Linked DNA regions of Mus musculus: all the other regions are linked to region 1. Evidence: chromatin contacts called from public Hi-C and promoter capture Hi-C data. All regions are on one chromosome and are shown on one strand. The core of a region is the stretch at or near the end of the contact, and the rest is flanking DNA. Distances in the headings are between cores, read along the strand shown.

Region 1 (5,111 bases), core at 1,652-4,151:
CCCGTGTAATGTCTGGCTGTGGATCTCTGCATCCACTCCCATCTGCTGCTGGAGGAAGCCTCTTTGATGATGACTGGACAAAACACTGTGTCCTTTTCCACATCCTTGTCCTGCTTGCCCTTCCTGAGCCTCCAGTCACACAGGTTAGATAGTCCAACACCGTCTCCCTTTGGCTTTTTCACTACACTTTAGATTGCTCTTTTTATTTCATTAGATTCCTGGACAGAGCTGGGTACAGCTTGGCAGCAGAGCCTTTAGCATGCACAGGGACTAGGAGTTAGATCTCTGGCAGGCAGGCAGGCAGACAGACAGGGATAGACACAGAAAGAGGATTACAGGCTTCTTCCTTGCCCTCAAGACCTGAAACAGAAGGCCTGGCAGCTTGAGACAAAGGCATGCAAGTCTTTTCCTAAAGAAAGAAAGGTGTCCCCAATTCCAGCCTAGCACCCCCTTTAAAAAACCAATAGTCCTCCAGGAGAAGGTTAGACTTTGACATCTGAGTCCCACACCCGCAGTGTGTTTTGCAAGGGGGGAGGGCTTTCTCTGTGTGTGCCTTGCTATGTGCATTTCTGCTCCCCTGGCCTGTTTTGCAGGGGGCCTTTCTCTGTCCCTACCTTGCATTTCTGTTAGGCATAGTGCTGATACCTTTCGTTCCAGCACTTTCAAGGCAGAAGCAGCCAGGTCTCTATGAGTTTAAGCCAACTTGGTATGCATAGTGATTTCAGGCCAGCCTGGGCTACACAGTGAGACCCTGCTCCTAGAAAAAAAGGAGGGGGGGTGTTTTTCATCTGTTGATTCTGCCTGCAGAGTCTGCGTTTTCCCCTGATGTTAACTGTCTTGTGTTTGAGGGTCCCCCCCCCCGTCTTTTAATTCTTTAGAAGTCAGATACTAAGGGGGGCAGGGCGTGATGAGACCTTGCCAAGCAAGAGCTGACATGCTGCAAACTGAGGATGGGCTTGGTGGGGTGCAATACCTCATAATGGCCTCAAGGGGTCAGCAACAAGTCGCCTTTCCCAGGAGCAGTCTACCGCAGACAGCTGAGACCCAGAGAGTTCTGGGTCCCAGGTCTCAGTCCACAGGTCACTCTGAGCTCCTCTCCTCCATCCAGTGTGACTGACGCCCATTTGAGCCTGGATCTGTGGCCAACTCGTGCCCTGCCCAGAAGATATCACACCGGAAAGAGCAGAGGAACCACCCAGCTTCGGGGCTGAGGTTGGAAGCATAGGAAGACCAGGGCACAGGCAGTAAGTAGCTAGACAGGAGTGTCACCAGGGCATACAACCCCACACTGTTGGCCAAGAAAGTGAAAGTGCCAACCCAGAGTCTCCGGCATCACCTCTGTCAGAGCAAGCTCTGGGGCTACACTGCATGAACCGTGTGTGAGGGCCGTGGTGTGAGGTCACAGCTCTTTCCTGAAAAACAGATGACAGAGGTGGGTCAGGATGGGGACTAGTACTGGCTGTGTCTCAGGACCTCGGGTTACACCCAGGTCATGTCCCTGTCACGCACAGCCTAGTGAGCCAGGCAGAGCAAGCCACAGTGAGAGGCAGCTGTTTTTATTTTAATATTTACTTATTTATTTATTATATGTAAGTACACTGTAGCTGTCTTCAGACACTCCAGAAGAGAGCATCAGATTTTGTTACGGTTGGTTGTGAGCCACCATGTGGTTGCTGGGATTTGAACTCAGGACCTTTGGAAGAACAGTCGGCGCTCTTAACTGCTGAGCCATTTCATCAGCCCGAGAGGTGGCTGTTTTAACAGATACGGTCTCTCTTCTTGTCCCAGAGTGGTTGAGGTTCTGCTCTGATGGCCATGCCCTGAGGGGTCTTGGGGATAACAAACCATCTGAATACAATGTTGCATCATCAAAAAAAAAAAGAAAAAGAAAAAAATAGCTGTAATGGTGTCTGCCTGTAACCCCAGCTCCCAGGAACCTGGGACAGCCTGGGGAAGGTGAGTCTGGACTAAACATACCTGGCAGAGTCAGGATGGTCAGGGCCGTGTCAGCCCAGTCCTGACCCCCCTGCCTTTAAGAGGACCCCACTCTCCAATGGGAACTGGGCACTTCCAGCCTCCGCCTCCAATCCACCCTGCTCTGTGTTCTCTGTGCCTCCGCCTCAGGCTACCCTCCTGGACGTGTTCCCTCGTTTCTTGGCTCTTACACTCACTATGCCTCTTGCCTACCCTCCTCTTCTCACCTTGATCAGAGCCACCCTTGGGATCTCAGGTTTGATTAGCACTTCGGAGGGCAATGGTGCAGACCCCATCCTTTTCCACATGAGGAGCCTGACCCCCTAAACATGGGGGTCGTTATTACCTCCTCATTCTTGAGGACACTACATAGACTTGGTAGCTGTTTTCCTGAGATCTGGAGACTCGCGGCCAGATCTGTGTGGCTAGCAGAATTTCCAGCCTTCAGAGTTCTCAGTAAAATGAGGTTGTGGTGGATAGGTTAAACCATGAAAGGTGTTCTGGGAGATCCTGGCCAGGGCTGCCATGAAGCAGCCAGCTGCAAAGAATGCAGAGGGCGGGGCTTTCTTTCAACAAACAGGTTCCCGCAGGCCCGGGATTTCTCCGAAGGCTTCCTGGAGGAGGCGGCGGACCTGGGAGTGAGGCACAGAAGGAAGCGGGCGTAGGAGCGGGAGGGAGGGTAGACAGTACCCGAGGGCGGACTCCCGCCCGAACCACCAGACGGGTCACGTGAACGCAGGCGGACCCAGGTAGAGCGGTGACGCAGCCGGCGCGGCCAGGTGAGGCGGTGGTGGTGCAGCAGGTGCCCAGGGCGCGTCCCGCCCTCCGGCCGCGCAGCCGCTGGCGGAGCCCACCTGGCCCCGGCTCCGCCCGACCGCTCGCCCGACCGCCCACCGCGCAGGAAGTAGAGAGGGCGGGACCGGCCGGCCCCGGGACGCGGGGACCCAGCGGCACTGCAGGCTACACCCTCCCGGCCGACCCTCGGTTGCGCGCACAGGTGAGTCTGGGGACTGGAGAGTCAGCCAAGGGGAAGACCACCTGGGGCGCCCGGAGCACCTCTGCTCCATTCCCCTCTCCGCTCCCGCCCCTCCTGTACCTCGGCGACTTCATCGCGCCCCGCCCTCTCTCTTGGGCTGAAAGCCGGGGATCTGGAGCCTAGCTGCCCTGAGCCACAGTCCAAGGGACACTTTGCAGTGGACCTGGTTAGACACTTGAACGCAGAGACTCCTGGGAAGTCCCGGGAGGGGGGGGCGTGGAAGTGACTCTTCCGGGAGCTAGAAAGACGATCTGTTTAGATAGGCTGAGTGGCCTGACCCCCTCGTGCCCTTATCCCACCTTGGTGGCTTTGGTGTCTAGTCCTCTAGCCAGGCTCCGCAGTGCCTTCCAGAGGGAGAGGGCTGTCCCAGAAAGCAGAGGGCGGCACTTATAGACTGGACGGTGGTGAGCACCTGTCCCCAACCCACTACCTTGGTTCCCATATCTGTAAATAAGGAGCAGAGATCTATTTTGAGGTTGAGCGAGAAAGATGAATTTGGGCATGGGCCTGGTCCCAGGGGCCGAGATCTGAGTTGGTAGCCACCAAGATGAGATTTTAGCGGCCTCCACATCATGCCTGGAGCCCAGACAGGATTTGGTAGCTCCTAAGTAGATGCTTGGGTGTGTTTGTCACTTGAGTGACCAGCTGCAGGGTCCCAGGTACTGTGTGGAGCCATTCGTGACTGCATGCCAGTATGCCCTGATAGCAATGGCTCCCTACCCAGGTGTGTGGGCACCAAGCTTGAAAGTTGCTGTTTGTGGATTCAGGCAAGCTGCTCCAGCCTCCGGGCCTTGAGCCTCTGGGCCTCTGTTTATCCATCAGAGTTCATTGATTGAATGCACCTCTGCTGTGTTCCCTTCTGGGGACAGACCCTTCTTTCTGCCCATGGTCCAGAGAGAAGCCTCGGACCATGCGCTCACAGCACGGCCTGAGAGAGGGAAGGGTCTCAGGGCTTTGAAAAAGTAAAGACTCAGCCAGAGAACAGGGTGTCGAGAGCTAGGTAGAGGCTCCCTGCCACCCTTCTCCAAACACCTAAAGCTAGAAATCTCTGGTTAGTTGGTTTGTTTTTTAAGATATATTTATTGTATGTATTTAAGTGTTGTGCCTGTGTGTATGTATGTATGTATGTGCGCCACAGGCATGTCATGCCTGGTGCCCATGGAAGTCTTAAGAGGTCATTGGATTCCCCAGGGGTTATGAGGAGTTACAGATAGTTATGAGCTAGCATGTGGGTGCTGGGACTTGAACCCAGGGCGTCTGCAAGAGCAGTTGGAGCTCTTTTCTGTTGAGCCATCTCTCCAGCCCAGTAGCAAGAAACTTGTTAGTGTTAAGAGTTATTCTGGAGCCGGGCGTGGTGGCGCATGCCTTTAATCCCAGCACTCGGGAGGCAGAGGCAGGTGGATTTCTGAGTTCGAGGCCAGCCTGGTCTACAGAGTGAGTTCCAGGATCAGCCAGGAGTATACAGAGAAACCCTGTCTCAAAAAAAAAAAAAAAAAAAAAAGTTATTCCGGGAAGTTGTCTCCAGCGAGACACCTCCCACAGGGCGCGCCTTCTTCACCCTCGCGCAAGGAAGCTGAGTCCACAGAGGTGAGGCAGCAGCATGAAGTTCCCATAGCTTGTCTCTGCAGACAGACAGGCCGGTGCGCTCCGCGGAAGATGTTGGCGGCCTTTCTATTTGACCACCTGGTCTGGATGTTTGGTTTTGGTTTTGGTTTCCAGATCCATCCTGCCATTGCCTTAACTCACTCATTCTCTGTGACATCCTGCTCAGGTGACTGCCCCTCCGTAGCATCCTGAGTCCAGAATCCTGTCATCGCATCCAGTTCCTGGTTTGAGGACAACCATCTAGGTCAAGATAGGGCCTCAGAGCTTGACTCCTCCCCCTGTGCTCTCACCAGCTAGGGCTTGACCCAGGCAGGTCGCTTTCCCTGGGCTTCTCACTGCCTGCCAGAGAAGAAGTTAGGGGAGGGGCTGAAGTCAGAGCCGGCTAGAGGGTGTCTTCTGTGGACCAGTTTTTTTCAGCTGGTAAACTGGACTGTGGAGGCCTGGCCCTAGGCTCCCGTCAGGTCAGGACTCTGGCTGCCCCCCAACTTAGAAGCCT
Region 2 (5,111 bases), core at 1,134-3,633, 340 kb after region 1:
GCTGGTTTGACCCAACTGTCCACTTAGGCACAGGGTTGAGCATCAGACGACTCAGTGGAAAAGGGAGCTGGTCACAAGGACTGAAAGGGTGTGCTCAGCTGCTAGGACCCAAACAGTGCAAGGAAAGAACTGTAAGCTGTCCTCTGACCTCCATGTGTGCTGTGGTACGTATGTTTCCAAGACCCAGCAGAACTGAGTGGACACACAAACTCATACCAATGTGTTCCAAATAAGGGTACACATTCTTTCTTGGAAGGCTCTCAAACTCTGTTTTGTTTTGGTTTTTTGGGACAGGGTTTCTCTGTATAGCCCTGGCACTCACTCTGTAGACCAGGCTGGCCTCAAATTCAGAAATCTTCCTGTCTCCGCCTCCCAAGTGCTGGGATTAAAGGCATGTGCCACCACTGCCTGACGGCTCTCAAATTATCTGGTGTCAAAGCCCATGACAATAGTAACACAAACACAAACACCAGCTCCTGCACTCATATCTCTACCCTACCCTAGTCCCAGGTCTTACATGATGATGATGTTGTTGCTGTTCTGGGATAACCTACTATGTGCTAGGCAGACTCTACTGCTGTGCTAAGGGCCTCGCCCACCTTTATTTACGTTTTATTTTTAGTATGGGGTCTTATGTGTCCCAGGCTGGCCTCTTATCTTGCTGTGAAGCTAATGAGAACCTTGCCCTCCTGAAACTGCCCGTGTTTCCCAAGTGCTGGGATTACAAATGTGAGCTTCACACCTGGCTTACGCTGCTCTGCTCGGGAGTTTCATGCACTCCCAGCCCCACCTCTGCCTGCCTGCCTGTCTTTTTCTTTTTTGTCAATTTCATTAAGTTACTCTGCTAGGTCTTGAATATAAAATACATCTGTCTTAGCCTCCCGAGTGCTGGGGTCACAGCCTGTTGCCATCACACACAACTGTGTCACATATCTTATTGCCCCAGCTGACCTAGAACTTCCTAGGTAGCCTAGGCTGGCCTTAACTCACACACCAGCACACATACATGTAAGGGACAACCAGAAAGTAGAAAAAGCAGAAAAAAGTATTTGAAGACAGAATGGTTGAAAGCCTCCTGTTCGTTGAAAACAATAACCTGTGACTGGGAAGTTTGTGACACAGGAGGGAGAGGATAATAAACACATGGCCAGGCCACCTCCCGGGGCAGTTCTCATCCTGGAGGTACCAGTAAAAAACAACTGCTTATTCTGCAGAAACAGTATGTGAACCACGGTGAGATCACTACCTGCACGAAACAAAATGCCAGCTAAGAAAATCCATACCCAGAAAACCTGTCCTCTAAGATGAAGGTGAGAATAAAGGAATTTCCAGATGCAAATGGGTGTGTGTGTGGAGGGGGGAGGGGGTGTTGCTTTAGAACCACCGGGAGTTCTAGCTGAAGCTAAGGACCCAATCAGTAATCCAGGTACAAAGGGCACCCTCGACCCCCAAGGAAAGTCCCTAACATAAAATTATCTTAAACATACTTCTCTGAACAGGCAAAAGAGGCACGTGCTAGCAACAGGCAGGAACAAACAAAGGGGGAGGGTCCGAGGGGCCCTTGCTGGCCTGAGGAAGTGGCTGCAAAGGGTAAAGTAAGGATTGCAAGGCTGCACTGTCAACAGACAGCTAACGGAAAGTGGGAGAGAACCTCACAAGAGTTAGACCCTTCTGTGTCTCACTGGAACCGAGGCGCGCAAAGAAGTAAAAAACACAGCGGGGAACTATTAAACCTTAATAAAGTCTCCTTATGCAAGGGAGGGGCAGCAACCATGACCACTGACACGGGGAACAGTTATTGTCAGCCTCGCTACACACAAACGTCTGCGCAACGCAAGAGGCAGGGACGTCAGCCTGGACTTTGGCTAGCGGTGCAGGGCAGACACACTTCAGGCTAAGGGACTCACTGTCCCTGCCATGCTCGTTCGGCCAGAGACCCTTTGCAGCCGGGGTTTAGGTCCCAGTCACCCTAGCTCCCGTCCCACTGCCCGCCCTCAGCCCAGGTTACACACGACACAGGGGCTTGGCTGAGCTCGCTCGGCTGCAGCACGCCCATCTGTGGGCAGTGCGAGAGGCCAGGAAGCCCGGGCAGTAGCCCGCACGGCCGAGGGCAAAGCTCGGGTCCCGGTGGCCCTCACCCCGGGGAGCGAGCCTGGAGCCCCGCGCCTGGGGCGGGTGGAGGTGCCTGGAGTGCGGGTTCCCCTCCCAGGGGCGGGGCTCGAGGCGCCCGCCCCCCGCCGGCTCCCCTGGGAGAGTGCGGCTCGGCGGCGCGCACCCCGCCTGCGGGGGCCCCTCACCTTCCTGCTCCTCATGAGTGAGCGCCCCGGCCTAACGCTCCTCCGCCAAGTCTCAATCGCGCGGCTCTGAGCGCGCGCGCGGCGTCTGATGTCATCGCCACGTCACCAATCAGGGGCCGGCGTCTCCAGGTCACGTGCTCTCCGCGTGCAGAGCGGGCAGCGCGCGCCTCCCCGACGGACGGCGAGCCGCGGGCGGAGCGCCGGAAGCTGGGCAAGGTTCCCGCCACGCTGGGAAAGGGACGTCTCCTTCGCGCGGAGGCCCGCCCGTTTTGGCCGCCATGTTTGGGAAGGGCACATCCCTGGGACCCCCGTCGCCGCCATGTTTGAGAAGGGCGGCTGCCTTGCTGCAGGCCTGTGCTCTCGGGTCTCAGGCCACCTTCAGCTCGGGTTCCCCTTCACCCCGAGGGAGGCGTTAGACCGGCCTAGCTCTGCCATCTGCCGGCACCTCACAGTCCACGTGTGAACTCTATGGTGGGAAGAGAGAGGAGACTCTTGCTACGTATCCTCTGACAATTACTGACACTCCCGAGTTACTCCCCATCTCAATAAATATAATAACAAATTGTTAGCATTCTGTCTAAACTCCACCCACAATATGCTCCTCCCCACAGTTAACTGGCCTGACCCACTTTTATAGGGGCTGCTTGTCCCCTCCTCCCTCTCTTAGTCTTGCTTCCCTCTTGCTTCTCTTCCTTGCTCTTGCTCTCCCCTTCCCCATTCCCTTCCCTTTCCACTCTCTCCAAGTGCTCATAGCCATGGCTGGCCTCTACTTCTCTACTCTCTCCCTCTCTCTGCCTTTCTCTGCCTCAATTACCCTCTTAACTCCTGTCTACCTTGAATAAACTCTATTCTATACTATACCATCGTGTGGCTGCTCCCTCAGGAGGAAGGGATGCCTCAGCATGGGCCCGCTGAGACATTCCCTTCCTCTAAACCTCACCACACCCCTATAGGACATATTCTTTCTGTCTTTATCTTTTTATAAACACATCAATAATAATGATGATAAATATTATAATTAGCTTCAAATACACATGAAACCTTTGGCCTCAGCCTCTGGTCCTGCTGGACAGCCTGGACAGGTAACCCTGGTCGCAGAACTCACAAAATGAACCAGACAGACATCACTGTTTTGACATCTTAAGGGTGAGACCAGAGAGTAAACTGCTCTAGGGTTTGGTTTCCCTTACATCCTGGAAGTCCTTGTCCTCTGCTCTGCCTGACCAGCTCTCTCCAAGCCCACTCCTCTCTCTCTCCAAGCCTGCTCCTCTCTCCAAGCCCACTCCTCTCTTCAGTGCAATAAAAAGGAGACAAGCATGTAAAGATACCGTCTGCACTGCAGAGCTGCACAGGCTCCTCTGTCTTTAGAAAAGCCCCTCTAAGTATTACAGATGGATGGATCAGGCTGCTGGGAGATTAGGCTTTGGGCAGGGAGCCAAGCACCTTGCCGCTTCAGCATGCTGGTGCCCTCTGCTCACCTTCCTGGTTGGTGTTCCCTCCTCCTCAGCCTCATGCATCTTTACCGTTACTTCTCACGACACTTGGAAGGGGACTGGCAGATGTGTGACTGGCAGGAAATCCATTGGAAAGGAAATTAATATAATCGCAGCCAGCCATTAAAAACCAGCATGCGCCGTGACACAAGGAACCTGCCAGGTCGTCACTGTGGTTAATTCTAAGCAAGGACAGTGATTTCTCTCTGTTGTTCAGTGTGCTCAGGAGCAGCCAGTTCCTGCTTCTATCGGGTTTTGGGGTTGGTGTCTGTCAGGAGACGTACTGCTTCACGGCTAACACCCCCAAAGCCTCATGGCCTTGGTTTGCTTTGATTCTATTTAAAATTTACCTTATTTTACTTTACTGTTAAGTGTGTTTTGCCTGCATCTGTGTTTGCACCACGTTTGTGCCTGAAGTTCTTGGAGGTCATAAGATGGCTCTGGGTTCCCTGGGATTGGAGTTATGGATGTGTGCTAGCCACATGTGGGTGCTGGGAACCGAATCCATGTTCTCTGCAATAGAAACGAGTAGGAACAAGTTCTCCCACTGAACATGGCTATACTGTCTTGTTTCCTCGCTCGCAGATAGGATGAGAATGATGTTCCTCAGTTGCTTCCCTGGGTGATCCTGACTTTGTACTCCTATCAGGCACATCTAGCCAGCACTCTGGACTGGAGAGCTCATCTGGACCACCTTCCCTCTGGCCTGGTCACTGAAGATGTATGCCAGGATGGATCTCTGCCCAGGAGCTGGCTGGAGCTCTTCTGATTCCCTCATTGCTTCCAGAATCAAGACCAATATTAAGGATGAGGCCTTTGAGGTCCTGTCAGGCACCCACAGTAGGCCCTGGGTGGGGCCTTGCTGACTCTACGAGGGACTCTCCCTTGCTGCCTGCCATGTCTTCTTAAGGCAGGATGCAAAGGCAGAGGGGAGTACGGGGACATTAGAAGGAAGAGGAGCCCCTTGGAGTCTGAAGCCTCTTGACAGCGAGAAAGGGAACCCAGTACTGCACACATTTCCTGTGATAGCTGGTGACAGTGTAATGGTTTGTATATGCTCAGCCCAGAGAGTGGCACTATTAGGAGGTGTGGTCCTGTTGGAGTAGGTGTGTCACTGTGAGAGTGGGCTTTGAGACCTTCATCTTAGCTGCCTGGAAGACAGCATACTGATAGCTGCTTTAGGAACAAGAGGTGGAACTCTTAGCTCCTCCTGCACCCTGCCTGCCTGGACACTGCCATGCTCCTCCCTGGATGATAATGGACTGAACCTCTGACCTGTAAGCCAGCCCCAATTAAATGTTGTCCTTATAAGAGTTACCTT
Region 3 (5,111 bases), core at 959-3,458, 270 kb after region 1:
TGGGCAAGTACCACTTCCAGCCATGACACGCAGAAGCAAGAAATACTTTCCTGGCCTGCAGGCTTACTGTAGCAGGGCCAGGCATCGTTCTCGGTAGCAGCGGGGTGCCTTTCACCTTTGTTCACAGTATGAGAAGCTAAGGAATAAGATCATCCAGGCTGTCTTCAGTGTCAGTGGGAACAAGAACTTGTCCATGGAACTCTCTGATAGCTACATCCTGGAATCCCTGCAGGTGAGGGGAGTCAAGCTGTGTTCGCCACCTGAGGCTGAGGGAAGAGGAGAGGCTTGGACTCATGGAAACCCAGCTCTCATTCTGCCTATGCCTTCCATGCACTGTAACCCCAGGACAGTCCTTGAGACCAGGCTATCCCTGGGGATAGCTGTAGCATGGAGTTGTAGAACCTGAGATACAGCCTCATGGAGGAGGGGCACTCAGCTACCCTAACCCTCATCCCTGCACAGGGAGAGGGACTGGCTGCCTGTATTCTGGAAGTTGTCTGGCCAGCTCAGCTTCCTTGGTGGAGCCTTCTCTATAGAAGCTGCTGGGCCAGAGTCCTGGCACAGACTCCTCCCTCTTGGCCTCAGCCTTGCCAACTCCTATGGACCCCCAAGGCAGAAACTTTAGACAGGTCTGGGGCTGCAGCACTGTCCACCAGCCCTTGGGGCTAATCCTAGGGCTGTGCATTTCTCTACACTGTAGGGTTTTTTTTTTTAAAGGGATAGGCATGCCTACTCTGAAGGTATTGGGCACCAGAGTCCTGGGGATCACTGAGGTACCAGGCTGCTCTGGTTGCGGCCACATGTGACATAGGGTCGCATCTCACTAGCAGCCAATCTGTTCCCAAGGTCTAGGCCTTCTGTTATATTGCCCTGTGAGCCCAACATTCTGGCATTTCCCTGTAGCTCATGGGGAGTGAGCCTGAGTCACTGCTACCTCTGAGGAGTAGGACCCTGGGGACAGGACTATGGCCTGTGTCTGCTGGTGGGGAGGGAAGTGGGACAGGGCAGAGTAGATGCCTGAGGTCCCATAACTCTTTCTGCTAGGAGTGAGGACAGAGCTGGGGAGGGACCAGATGGCCCTTCTGCACGAGATCAGACAGCTTTCTGGTCTGTAGGCATCTAAGGCATATTCCCTTCAGTGCCGTGTTGACCAAAGGGGTGGGTTTATAGTGAAGGTTAGACACAAGCCTACTCCTGGGACAAGCACATTGTCACTTTCCACCCTGCCTCCTGTGGCATCACAGCTCCGGCAGGGACACACACTTCAGAGGCAGAGATCTCTGCCTTTGTTTTGATATGGGTTTGCTCTTGCCTGCTGCAGCAAGTCCTGGGGTGGGGGTGGGAGACCTCCTTGCAGAGCTGAGAAAGCACCCACTGACTATGTTTCTTGTTCAGAGGATCATCTCGGAGAGGAGTGACTTCTACAGTCAGCTGAAGCAAAAGGGCGTGAAGGTGCCCCCACTACAGCAGTCAGATGTCTCCCTGCCTAGCAAGATCAAGAAGATGGCATCCAAGTGATACAGCATGCCCAGCTGAGACCAGGACCCTGCTGGCAAAGCCAGTCTATGTGGCTAGTTCTGTGATAGATAATTAAACCTTAGAGTTGGCCACCGTCTCATCTCTCTGGTACCTACAGGACCTCATTCTCTGCACCTGAACCACCCAGGTCATGTCCCCTCCCACTGCACCCTCCTCTGGGTCAGAGGCTGGGTGCCCCCATGCTCCTTCTGATCCAAACTTCTGCTGGGGCATGCTCTTGCTACCGGGGCCCCTTTGGAAGATGGAGAAAGGGTGGGAGGCAGGAGGCAGTAGAGCTACAGAGGACATCTTCCCAATCCTTGGGCTCCTGCGGTCTGTGGGTCATGAAGTCTGTACCACGTGTTCTGCTCAGTAGAGCGCTCACTCACCTGCTGGCTCTTCATCCACATCTTGCGCACCCGCTCTTCTGCTACTGCAGCTCCCCTGCACTGGGTGCCACCAGTTCAAAGGGGCCATCTCTGTCTTCCATCTGGAGAGTGCCCAGGCTCTACCTGGGAGCACGGAACTGAGCCTGAGCTCCAGTCCGACTCTGCGAGGCTGGGAAGGACCTGGCGCCCTCTGCAGGCGTCTGGGATGGCTTGTACGGTTCTGCAGCAGGCTGGGAAAAGTCCGAGGGGGGTCCGCCCCTCCTCATCTAGACTAGACTTCCTTGGCGACTGTGACTGCAGGCTTCCCAGGCTGGCCTCTCTCCCTTGGCCCCGCCCTTCAGACCCTGCCCTCTCCCCGGCCTCGGCCCCGCCCCCGTCACCCCAGGGGGCTGGAGAAGCCTCCCTGGCGTGCGGGCGGCCCTTGCAAGAGGCACAGGTGAGTCGCACTCGGTAGAGACCGCGGCTTCCCTCCCGCACAGCCCAAGGAGGTGGGCCTGGCAGCACGCCCCACCATTCCCTGTCCTCCGGGGCCAGAGCTTCCCTGGCCGGAGAATTCCGGACTGGGAAGGGTTAGGGAGGCCTAACCACCCAAGGCTGTCAGGCCTGGAACTGCCGGCTCAGCTCCTGGGGTGGGGGTGGGGTGGAGGGATCACCCTTGGGGCCAGTTTCTTCCTTTCCTCTAGCTGACTGCTCCTCTCCTCGCCACTGTTTTCTTTATTTAAGGCTCGAAGCACCAACCTTACCTCTCAGCATAATTGGTTTGCCCTGCTGGGGAAAGGTGGGATCCATTGAACAGACCCTGACAGCCTTCCTGAGCACCGGAGGCTTCCGACGCGCCTTTGTAAGTTGGGGTCTCAGAGGTGCTCCGTGGGCAAACCGGTTTAATGAGCAGCTGCATGTTGGATTCCCTCCAGGGGACACTCTGTGTTTGAAAGGGCCTTGTAGGCCCTTCCGACTGCGTCTATGACAGATTACCACGAAGGAAGCCTAGACTAGCCTGGCCCAAAGAGCTCACTGCTATCTGGCGGCCTGTCCAGCCAAAGATAGTCTGCAAATAACAGGATCCTACCACCTCAGGCTTGAACAAACTGGGGAGACTCTCTTCACACCCCAAAGTCTACAAGTGGGCAGGTTTTGCTGTAGATTTAGATAGCCCTATTGAGGCGAGTGTTGCATGGATATCTAGACTGCATATGTGGGTGTAGCAGCTCCAGCCATCACACAGGCAGGAAAGAGGTGGCTACTCTTAATTTGGGGAAAGCAAAAGTCCCCTCTCCCCACATTCCACTGTAGAGAGCACTTTGCCCACAACTGGTGACACGGTAAAGGGGGGATTGGGATCTTTAACCTGTCTCAGCCTAATGTGGCTGCCACAGGAGGAAGGGACAGCCCTGTGCAAGCAGCTGGCAGATTCTTTCTGAAACAACAGCCCGCCCACACTCCAGCAACACTCTGTCACCTCAGGCTGTCAGTCAGAGGCTCCACCAGAAGACACGCGCGGCTGTTAAGATGGTGCCCTTCCTCTTCCCATTCAGCCGAGCGTCCTGAGGTTCTGGAGCCCAGAACCTCAGCCCATTTCCTGCAGCCCAGTGGCCTGCTGTACCTTCAGGTACACAGGGTTATGTAGGACGGGCTGTATCCCCAGTGCCCCCGCTGCTGGGAGACAGGGTCCGGGTCCTGGAGCTGGGTGCCACAAGGGAACATTGGGTACCCAGTACCTAACTTTATCCGTATCTCACGGCCTGTACTTCTAGTATGTGCCCTGCTCCCTTTAGGTAAACACGAGGTAACAGGAGAGGTCAGAGGGTAAATGACATGCTAGTGTCCACTATAAGCCTGTTGGCAGTAGGTCGGAGCAACCATGCATGGCAGTGATGTCACTGTGTCTGTCCTTTTCCTGGGGTGGCTGGCCCTGGGGGAGTCAGGGATGGTTTGGTGCTAGGAACCTTTCTGTTCTGGGCACTCGTGTGTCTTTATTTCCTGCCCATCTACAGCCCTCTGGAGCCCCCGCACCCACAGAAGCCCTGCCTGACTCCTCTCAGAAGCAGCAGGTGGAGGAGGGGCTGAGGACAGCTGCTGCGGGGCCTCCTCCCTGGCTGGCTGGGCTGGCCGTACCAGACACCAGCCACTGCTCATCCCTCCCCTTGCCAGCCTCTCTGGAGAGCAGCTCCAGGCCTTATCTGTAGGGCTGGGGAGGAAGACGGTTATCAGGTTGTTGGCAGCTACACTTTCCTGGTCTCTGAAGGCTGCACTGGCTGTCTCCCCTGATAAATAGGAGGTAGGAGAGCCCCTCAGAGGCCCCAGTTGTAAATGCAGAGGCTTACTTACATTCCCGAGGGTCAGGGCTGGCCACCACCCTGCCTCCCTGGGCTGGAATTCCTTATCAGGTTCTTCTGATGTGACCCTGAGCTAGTTTCTGGTTATCATTGGCAAATCCCTTCCCCTCCTTCCAGGCAGACCCTCCCCAACCAGCAGCTTCTGTGAGTCTGGCCTGATACCTGCCTTATCTCCTCCCTGAATGTGGTAGCTCCACCCCAGGCCTACAGCATGCAGTCCCAGGAGAGTGGTGTTCACTACAGCAGGTGGGACAGCAGCAGCCGGGATGAAGTCAGCATGACCGCCATGTCCAGCTCGGAAGAAGCCTCATGCTATAGGAGGTACAGTTCCAACAGGCCAGCAGCTCCCACTGACCTGACCAGCTTTGTTCAAGCCCAGCCCGTCCAGGTGCCCACGGCACCTTTGAGCAGATAGGTAACTCCCACCTATAGCATAGCACTCAGGTCTAACCTCTGCCCATCTTTTCCCGATCTAGCCCGCCGCTTCCCCACCCATGCCCACTCGGGAACCTCCCCGTATCGTTGGTGTGGGCTCACTGGCTGTTCTTATTCTAGGATCTCCCAGAAGCTGTGCTCTGGCAAGCTGGGGATAGCCATGAAGGTGCTGGGTGGAGTGGCCCTCTTCTGGATCATCTTCATCCTGGGTTACATCACTGGCTACTACGTGCACAAGTGCAAATAAATGCTGCCCCACTCCCAGCCCTGGGGATTCCCTCCCATGTACACAGGCCATTTGTGCAGACACTCCTCCATACAGACCCCAGGGCATATGAAGATGCCAGTGTGCACTGTCAACATGGCTCCCCATCTCCAGTACACAGGGTAGACCCAAGACTGAAACCCCAGCCCAGGCAGCCACCAGCGAGAG

Evidence for each region. Promoter capture Hi-C pulls out the DNA fragments that hold promoters and counts their contacts. A called contact is a pair of places that touch in the nucleus more often than the background predicts.
Region 2: a contact with region 1 is called in a promoter capture Hi-C map of embryonic stem cells. The contact joins the promoter of A430005L14Rik here to the promoter of Arhgef16 in region 1. A contact is called at or near these places in 2 of 39 promoter capture datasets (embryonic stem cells and trophoblast stem cells) and 1 of 484 Hi-C or Micro-C datasets (embryonic stem cells).
Region 3: a Hi-C map of cortical neurons shows a contact between it and region 1, with 2.6 times the contacts expected there. The contact joins the promoter of Smim1 here to the promoter of Arhgef16 in region 1. A contact is called at or near these places in 1 of 39 promoter capture datasets (neural stem cells), 1 of 15 datasets of contacts at CTCF or cohesin (embryonic stem cells), 4 of 484 Hi-C or Micro-C datasets (cortical neurons and embryonic stem cells), 7 of 115 datasets of contacts at active chromatin or transcription factors (embryonic stem cells, forebrain, neural tube and 2 more) and 3 of 9 other capture datasets (adipose tissue, embryonic stem cells and pancreatic islet).

What each region holds. Positions count from the first base shown.
Region 1 is chr4:154,297,685-154,302,795 of GRCm38.p6, reverse strand. It overlaps Arhgef16 (Rho guanine nucleotide exchange factor (GEF) 16), which reads left to right and starts at 2,901. Exons shown (of 15, transcript NM_001112744.1): 1 at 2,901-2,971. It overlaps Gm52687 (predicted gene, 52687), which reads right to left and starts at 3,152. Exons shown (of 3, transcript NR_168682.1): 1 at 3,071-3,152; 2 at 2,321-2,606; 3 at 1,541-1,829.
Region 2 is chr4:153,954,509-153,959,619 of GRCm38.p6, reverse strand. A430005L14Rik (RIKEN cDNA A430005L14 gene) reads right to left here and starts at 2,383. Exons shown (of 4, transcript NM_175287.4): 1 at 2,298-2,383. The coding sequence starts at 2,312.
Region 3 is chr4:154,023,141-154,028,251 of GRCm38.p6, reverse strand. Smim1 (small integral membrane protein 1) reads left to right here and starts at 2,208. Exons shown (of 4, transcript NM_001163721.1): 1 at 2,208-2,343; 2 at 2,631-2,748; 3 at 4,361-4,564; 4 at 4,799-5,111. The coding sequence starts at 4,455. The coding sequence ends at 4,925. Ccdc27 (coiled-coil domain containing 27) reads left to right here. Exons shown (of 12, transcript NM_001033455.2): 11 at 128-232; 12 at 1,396-1,608. The coding sequence ends at 1,518.